2 separate regions of the Sus scrofa genome follow, and region 2 is linked to region 1. A link is a contact called in public HiChIP or PLAC-seq data. All regions are on one chromosome and are shown on one strand. The core of a region is the stretch at or near the end of the contact, and the rest is flanking DNA. Distances in the headings are between cores, read along the strand shown. Region 1 overlaps HRH1 (histamine H1 receptor). Region 2 overlaps VGLL4 (transcription cofactor vestigial-like protein 4).

The links. HiChIP or PLAC-seq counts read pairs in DNA pulled down with a chosen protein or histone mark.
Region 2: an H3K27ac HiChIP or PLAC-seq map of alveolar macrophages shows a contact between it and region 1, with 7 times the contacts expected there. The contact joins two enhancer-like sites. A contact is called at or near these places in 4 of 47 Hi-C or Micro-C datasets (brain, embryonic fibroblasts, heart right ventricle and 1 more) and 2 of 2 datasets of contacts at active chromatin or transcription factors (alveolar macrophages and skeletal muscle).

What each region holds. Positions count from the first base shown.
Region 1 is chr13:67,231,022-67,234,579 of Sscrofa11.1, forward strand. All of the region lies in intron 1 of HRH1 (histamine H1 receptor), which reads left to right. Among named protein-coding and RNA genes, the nearest start is that of HRH1, 24 kb to the left of the region's middle. Within about 2 kb of position 1,875, at least 2 of the 83 cell types and tissues checked have an H3K27ac peak or open chromatin away from gene starts, as enhancers often do. A contact at or near this core is called in alveolar macrophages, where this site is marked.
Region 2 is chr13:67,777,308-67,780,865 of Sscrofa11.1, forward strand. All of the region lies in intron 2 of VGLL4 (transcription cofactor vestigial-like protein 4), which reads right to left. Among named protein-coding and RNA genes, the nearest start is that of VGLL4, 94 kb to the right of the region's middle. Within about 2 kb of position 1,549, at least 70 of the 83 cell types and tissues checked have an H3K27ac peak or open chromatin away from gene starts, as enhancers often do. A contact at or near this core is called in alveolar macrophages, where this site is marked.

The DNA.
Region 1 (3,558 bases), core at 625-3,124:
ACTTGCTGTGTTTTCACTTTTCCTGACAACCCTGCAGAGGGTCATCAGAAGACCCATTTTACAGATGGCAAAGCAGAAGCCCAGAGAGGTAAAAAGACTCACCCAACACCACCCAGCAGAAAAGTGGCTGAGCTGGGCTTGAGCCCAGGTGTGTCCAGAACCAACCTGTTCAGTTCCCCCTACAACATGCAGCCTTTCCTCTCCTCCTTGTTGGGGCCTTGCAGCCTCTGCATTGGCTCTTATGTCCAAACTCTGAAGGACATAAGAACCTGTATCCCACTTCCTGCTGCCCCTGGAGCCCCAGACATGCTCCTTCCCAGAGCATCCCTGCTCACTTAAAGGCAGCAGCTGAAGGCCTCTTCTTGGAACAGGGCTTCCACCTGGTGGCTGTGCTGAGTATAGCGGCCACAGAGGGAAGCAGAGAGGGGAGTCTGAGAATTACCTGCCCGGCTGGACCACCTGGCCTCCCAGAAAGGAACCTGCAGGAGACAGAGCCCATTTGATTCAGGCTTTTCCCTGTGACTGGTCCTGTTCTAGGTGCTTTACCTGCATTGATCTTCAACCTCACTGTAGCAACACAAGAACCACTTCCTATGTATATAGAAGGGGCTCACACGTGACAAAAATATAAAACCTTCCTCTTATATGAGGTCCCTGGAGTAGCCAAAATCATAGAGACAAAAGCTAAAATGGTGGGTGCCATGGCATGGGGGAGGGGAAATAGGGAGTTGGTGTTTAATGGGGGCAGAATTTCAGTTTGGGAAGATGAAAAAGTTCTAGAGATGGATGGTGGTGATGATAGCACAACGTGAAGGTACCCAATGCACTTGAACAGCACACTTAAAAATGGTTAAAGTGGTAAAATTTGTGTTATGTATATTTTACCATAATAAGAAATATATGTGTGAGTGAATCAACTAAGAGATGAGCAAATGAATAAAAGCATAAGTGAATAAATGAATGCATAATCACAGTAACAATATTTACTGAATACTTAGAGTCTAAATACAAAGTGTGTTTCAACACATAAGTATTTTTGTCAAGTGTACAATGTGCTCAGCCCTGCAGGAGGCTCTTGGGACACAGCAGCGAGTAAGATCTTTACCATGATAGAGATGACATTTTGTGGCAAAGCTAGTGAACAAGGAATATTAAAATGTCAAATGGTGGTATGTGCTATAAAGAAAAAAATAAGGCAAAGTGAAAGGATAAAAAAATGGCTTGGAGGAGTTCCCTTTGTGGCTCAGCAGAAATGAATCTGACTGGTATCCATGAGGATGCAGGTTCGATTCTTGGCCTCACTCAGTGGGTTAAGGATCCGGTGTTGCCATGAGTGGTAGTGTAGGTTGAAGACATGGTTCAGATCCTGCGTTGCTGCAGCTGTGCAGCAGGCTGGTGGCTACAGCTCCGATTCAACTCCCAGCCTGGGAACCTCTATATGCTGTGGGTGTAGCCCTAAAAAGAAAAAAAATTTTGGAGGAAGACAGGGAGCTCTTTCAAATGGGCATAGGCTAGTAAGGCTCCTCTGAGAGGTGGTATGTTGGCATTACTAGCTTGATCCTCACCACCCATTAGGTAGATGCTGTGATCATACCCATTTTGCAGATGAGGCATATGAGGCTCAGGGATTGCTCAGGGTTGCACAGCAAGAAAGTGGTCCGGTTTGGAATTGAACCTGGGTCTGTTGGAGCCCAGCTCTGGAGCTCTTAACCATGCTGTGAATAAGCATGGGAATGATGGAACATCTTGGCTCACACCCTGTAGGCGCATTCTTCACCTCTTTGAGAGCCTGGGGGCTAAGTCCCAGAGCTTGCCTGGTCCCTTCCCATGCTACCATGAGGCAGCAACAAGAGATGCCCAAGTATTCATGTGTCCAGCAGGTGGCGCTGCTGCCTGATTCAGAAGCCCCAGCCCTGCAGATCTGCCTGTACCAGGCTGAGAAGGGACCAGCCTGAGTGATGGTAGCCCCCCAGACATTCCAGATAAAGATGAGAAGCCTCCTGTAGTATTGCTGTCGCCCTCCCTGTCAGACAAGCCAGATTTAGAATGTGGGTCTTACTGATGAGTACCTCTGGTCATATGCTGAGTCTTTGCTTCCTCCTCTGAAGATGGGGTTAAAAAATCCCTTCCTCATAGATTGTTGGGAAAATTCAAGGAGCCCATGTATTCATCCATTCAAATTAATTTCTTGAGAACTTCCTATGTTCCAGGCTCTGGGGATTCAGCAGGGATCAAAGCCAACAAAAACCCTTGCCCTGGGAGAGGTCCTGTTTCAGTAGAGAGAGAGAGAGTAAACAAGAGAAATAAGACCTATTAAATTGAGGGAGAAATAATAATAAAGCAGAGGAGGCAGATGGGAAGCATGTAGTCAGGGGGTTAAACATTAAGAGGTGCCTGGGAACACCTTCCTGAGAAAGTGATGTTTGAGCAGATAGGGTGAGGTAGCAAAAACATAGGGATAACAGGAACAGCATCCTGGCAGTAGGAAGAGCAAGGGCAAAGGGCTGAGGGGAATCTTACTTGGCATGCTGGAATAATAGCAGGGAGGCAGAGCAGGTACCAGACAGTGAAGAGCTTTCTAGGTCCTGGTGGGAAGAACCAGGCTTTCACTCCAAATGAGATGGAAGGCCAAGAAAGTTTTCAACATGGAATGCCAGGACTCTTAAATAGTAACAGGGTCAGAGTTCCCATCATGGCTCAGTGGTTAACAAACCCAACTAGTATCCATGAGGATGTGGGTTTGATCCCTGGCCTCATTCAGTGGGATGGCGTGGCCGGAGCTGTGGTATAGGTTGCAGACGCCGCTCGGATCCCACATTGCTGTGGCTGTGGTGTAGGCTGGCAGCTGTAGCTCTGATTCAACCCCTGGCCTGGGAACCTCAATATGTTGCAGTGTGGCCCTAAAAAGACACACACACACACACACACACACACACACACACACACACACACACACACACGCAAATAGCAATAGGATCTTTCTAGCCATTTGATAAGGAAAGAGCATGACCCATGGGAGATGCTTAATAAATGGTGGCCATTTGTACATAAGGACAACCTAAATTATGCTGGGTAACAAATAATCTCACATCTCAGCAGCTTAAAGCAACAAAGATTTATTTCTTGTTTACACTACATGTCCAACAAAGCACTGGCCCAGGTGGGTGGGGGCCCTTCACTCAGGCATCCAGCTGATTAAGGGCCTGCCCATTTATGACATGGATGTTTCAATACAGGGCTTCAGGGTTACTGAGCCAGGGAAAGCAAGTGGTGAAAAGCTGAGCAGCAGCAGTAGCAACTAGATGCTTCTGACAAGAAACGACATACGGCACTGCCTCTCACTGGCTAATTCATTGATCACAATGAGTCACAGGCCCATGTCCAGCTTCAAGGGTGCATTAGTCAGGGTTCTCTAGAGGAACAGAACAGTAGGAGATAAATAGCTATCTATCTACCTTACATCTACATCCATCTTATCTCTATCTGTCTATATCTGTTTCAGTCATATATCAATCATCTGTCAGTCTGTGTGTTTACCATCCATCAGTCATCTGTCTA
Region 2 (3,558 bases), core at 299-2,798, 550 kb after region 1:
GATTTGTATGTGGTTACAACAAAAAAACACTCCCCCTGCCAAGCCCAAGCTGAATTCCCCTGTCTCCAGCGACTCAGACTCAGACCATTACCACTTTTTCAAATCGCACGTAGATGAAGTTTCAACAGATTAAGGAACCGCTTTTTCTCTCCTTGCTACTAACAGACAGCCTGAAATACTACAGGACAGTGGGGAAATACCTCACGGTTAGCAGGAGGTAATAAACAGTAAGAATTCAGGGCTCTTTTTTTTTTTTTTTCTTTTCTTCCCTTTTTTTTTTGGATTTAGCTTTCTGGTTGGTGCGTTGTGCAATCACTTCCACAAGGGACCAGAGTGTGGAGGAACTGTGGAGGAACATCGTTCAATGTCAGAACTCTCCCAGAGCTGAACAGGAAATGGTAAATCAGACAAAGAGCCAGTCTGTGCTCTGTGACATGGGTGCCCTCCCAGTCCCCCAAACTGAATAGAAAAATTCTTCATTGTTTGGGACAATCGCTCCCGAAAACAAAAACTCACTGTAACTTTCTGTTCCCCTCTACAGGAAAATGCAAAGTGCTTGCTGGCTGTTGGAATACAACAGGAATACTGTATGTAGATGGTGTGTGTTTAAAATGAGTATCAAAAAGAGAGAGAGAGAACCGGACATGTTTCACTTTTTACTTGGGTCCTAGAAGTTCTTCCTCTAAAAAAACACCAACGGAAATAAAAAAAAGAAATACACTGTAAAAACGCTAAAAGAGTGAAAAGTTAGTATGTAGCAAGCATAAAGCAAACTTTTAACAATGTATATTTCAACACCTCCCCGCCCCGCCCCCGCCCTCTCCACTGTAACCCCTGAAGCCTCTGATCAAAACAACAAACTTTGTCCTGAAACAGCACCTAAGAACCGCTCTCCTTTCAAGGCATGCTAAGGTCCCAAGAAAGAGAACAAAATGCACAGAAGTCCATCAGGACCGGAAAGGAGGAGTGGCCTTGACCAAAGCAACAGGGTAGCAATTTCTAGAAGGGAACGTCTACCTTCATAGCACAGAATGCCGATATTGTTGTTCATCTTGTCCAAGTACTGGTAGTTCAACAGGTCCATCTTCATAAATAGCATTTATTGGGCTAGCGCAGAAAACCAGCTCTTTGCTTTCGCCCTGAAAGAGTACGTTTCAAAAAGCAATTATTGCTGAGTAGCTCCTGGCTCTTCTCTTGAAACTTCACAAAGACGGAGGCCCAGCCTCAGCTGATCAAAACAAAGTAAGCTAAAAAAAAAAAAAAAAAAAGAAAGAAAGAAAGAAAAAAGAACGCACTCGCAAAAAATTGAACTGCAGAAAACCCTTCAAGGGTTTATTTGTAGACGGTACACGTCCTGGATCCTCAATCAAGCATTTAAAAATCGTTTCAGAAGTCCTGATGAAGCTTTCTTCGACGTAAGGAAGGAGCAAGGAAGAAAACCACGAAGCACATTTCCTAGGACAAAGCGGCGCCCGCGTCCCTCACAGCCCGCTGCAAGTCCGCGGCGCCCACACGCCACTATGCCTGGTATGACTCGTATGCAAATGAGCTTCCTCTTCCCAGCGGGAGGGAGCACAGAGCATGCTCACTGCATCCCCGGGGCTCCTCAAATGTCAGGGATATTTTCTGCACAAGATCAGGCTCTAAATGTATTAAGTGTTTGAAAGAAAAAGAGGAGGTGGAGAGTCCGCACAGAGAGAGAGGCTGGGGCAGGGCTGCTCTGGACAGGAAGCAGCCCTGCCACTGAGAGACCGTAGGAGGAAAAGAAAACCCAGGAAGTTGCTTTTTCAGGACCTGAGTAAAAAGTCAAAAATCCTTCATGGAAGCAAACTTCCATGGAATTTAACTCTGGTGTAGCTTCACTTTGGGGCTTCAGAAACTCTTAACTGTTTTGCTGTGGGACACATACCACACATTTTATTCTTTTTTTTTTTTTTCTTTCTTTCTCTTTGAAAAGTTATTTTACAATGTCCATTTACACTTTCACTGTATATTTAAAATGCTGATGCCATGTTATATATACCTTCCCTCACAACCCTCATAAACAACTCACATAAACTGGGCAGGGATGGTATCACTTTTTACAGCAGCAGAAACTGAGGCTCACAGGGATTAAATAATGGTCTGTGGCTCCCAAAATAGTTGCCAGAACTACATTTAGAGTGTCTTATTCACTAATATTATAACCTTCTAAAAAATGAGGGGAAGAGAAAGAGAGAAGCTTAAACAAGTAAGAATATGTATCCAAGACAGAAAGCCTACTGGAAATGATGGGGGGGGGGGTGGGGATAAAATTATTTTCACTTTGCATATAGGAAAGCTGTTCTGTCTGTGTATTGGAGGCCAATAGAGTAGCATAGCACCATGTCACTCCTGACAGGAAGGGCTGGGAGCTTAAACTTCATATAACCAGTATCCAGTGCAAGCGGTGCTTAGCGAACAAGTAAATCGCTGAATGTTCAGAGCCTTCAGCACAGGAAAAACTTGCTAACAAAGTAAGGGGGAAAATAGTTTTATCTTTGGAGATGGTAGTTAGCTTTTGGCATTGTAAATAGACTAATCACCATAGGAAATGTTTCTATACTGATACTGTTGTATGCTATCAGGAAATTCAGAAAATATCAAGGGGTGTGCTATACTATAAACCAAAAACTTACAAATTTTTTTTTCCCTTTTTTCAGCCACCTCCCGGGGGCATATGGAAGTTCCTGGGCTAGGGACTAAATCTGAGTGGGAGCTGTGACCTACACCACAGTTGCAGCAATGCCTAACCCACTGGGCAGACTAGGGATCAAATCAGGGCCTCCACAGAGACAAGCTGGATCATTAACACACTGTGCCACAGCAGGAACTCCAAAACCGGCAATTTTAATACTCTAAAGAACCGAGTAAATAATGTCAAGGGTTTATATGTAAAAAGATTAGCAACAGTTGCATCTTGGGTAATAGGCATGTTCAGGACAAGTTGTTCAAATCAAATCTTACTTGGAGATTAATACAATACCCTACTGTTGCCATCACTGCTGCAGTAGGAGTAACTGGGATAGCAGGGGTGAAGTGGACAACAGAAAAATCAAGAGTTCACAAGCTTTAATTTATAAGCATTTATTAATGCTAGAGTACATATCCCAGTATCTGAATAAGCTATACTGAAAAGTATGCATACCACCAATTGCAATGAAAATACTTAATGGAGAGGGTCAGAAAAAGACTCTTATTATGTGTATACAAATCTGATGTATATTATTGTACTTAATATCGTTAGGTACAGATTCAAATTCAACTGATAGTTCTGGTTCAAATTCGACTATACAGATAGTTTGAGAGACCAATGGTTATCTTATGTTTTTTGACAGAAGTTCTCAATAGGAAAACTTCATAAGTCATTTCCGTGCCCCTATGGGAGAAAGCTGACTGTGCTTTCTTAGAATTGGTGTACAGCTTTGGAAAATCCTGAGTCTGAGGGTGCATCCCAAATTAATCTGAGGGGGTACAGCCCAGCCTTGGTATCAATTTTAGAGTCCCAGTCTTTCCTAACACTCAGCTAAGGTTGACAAC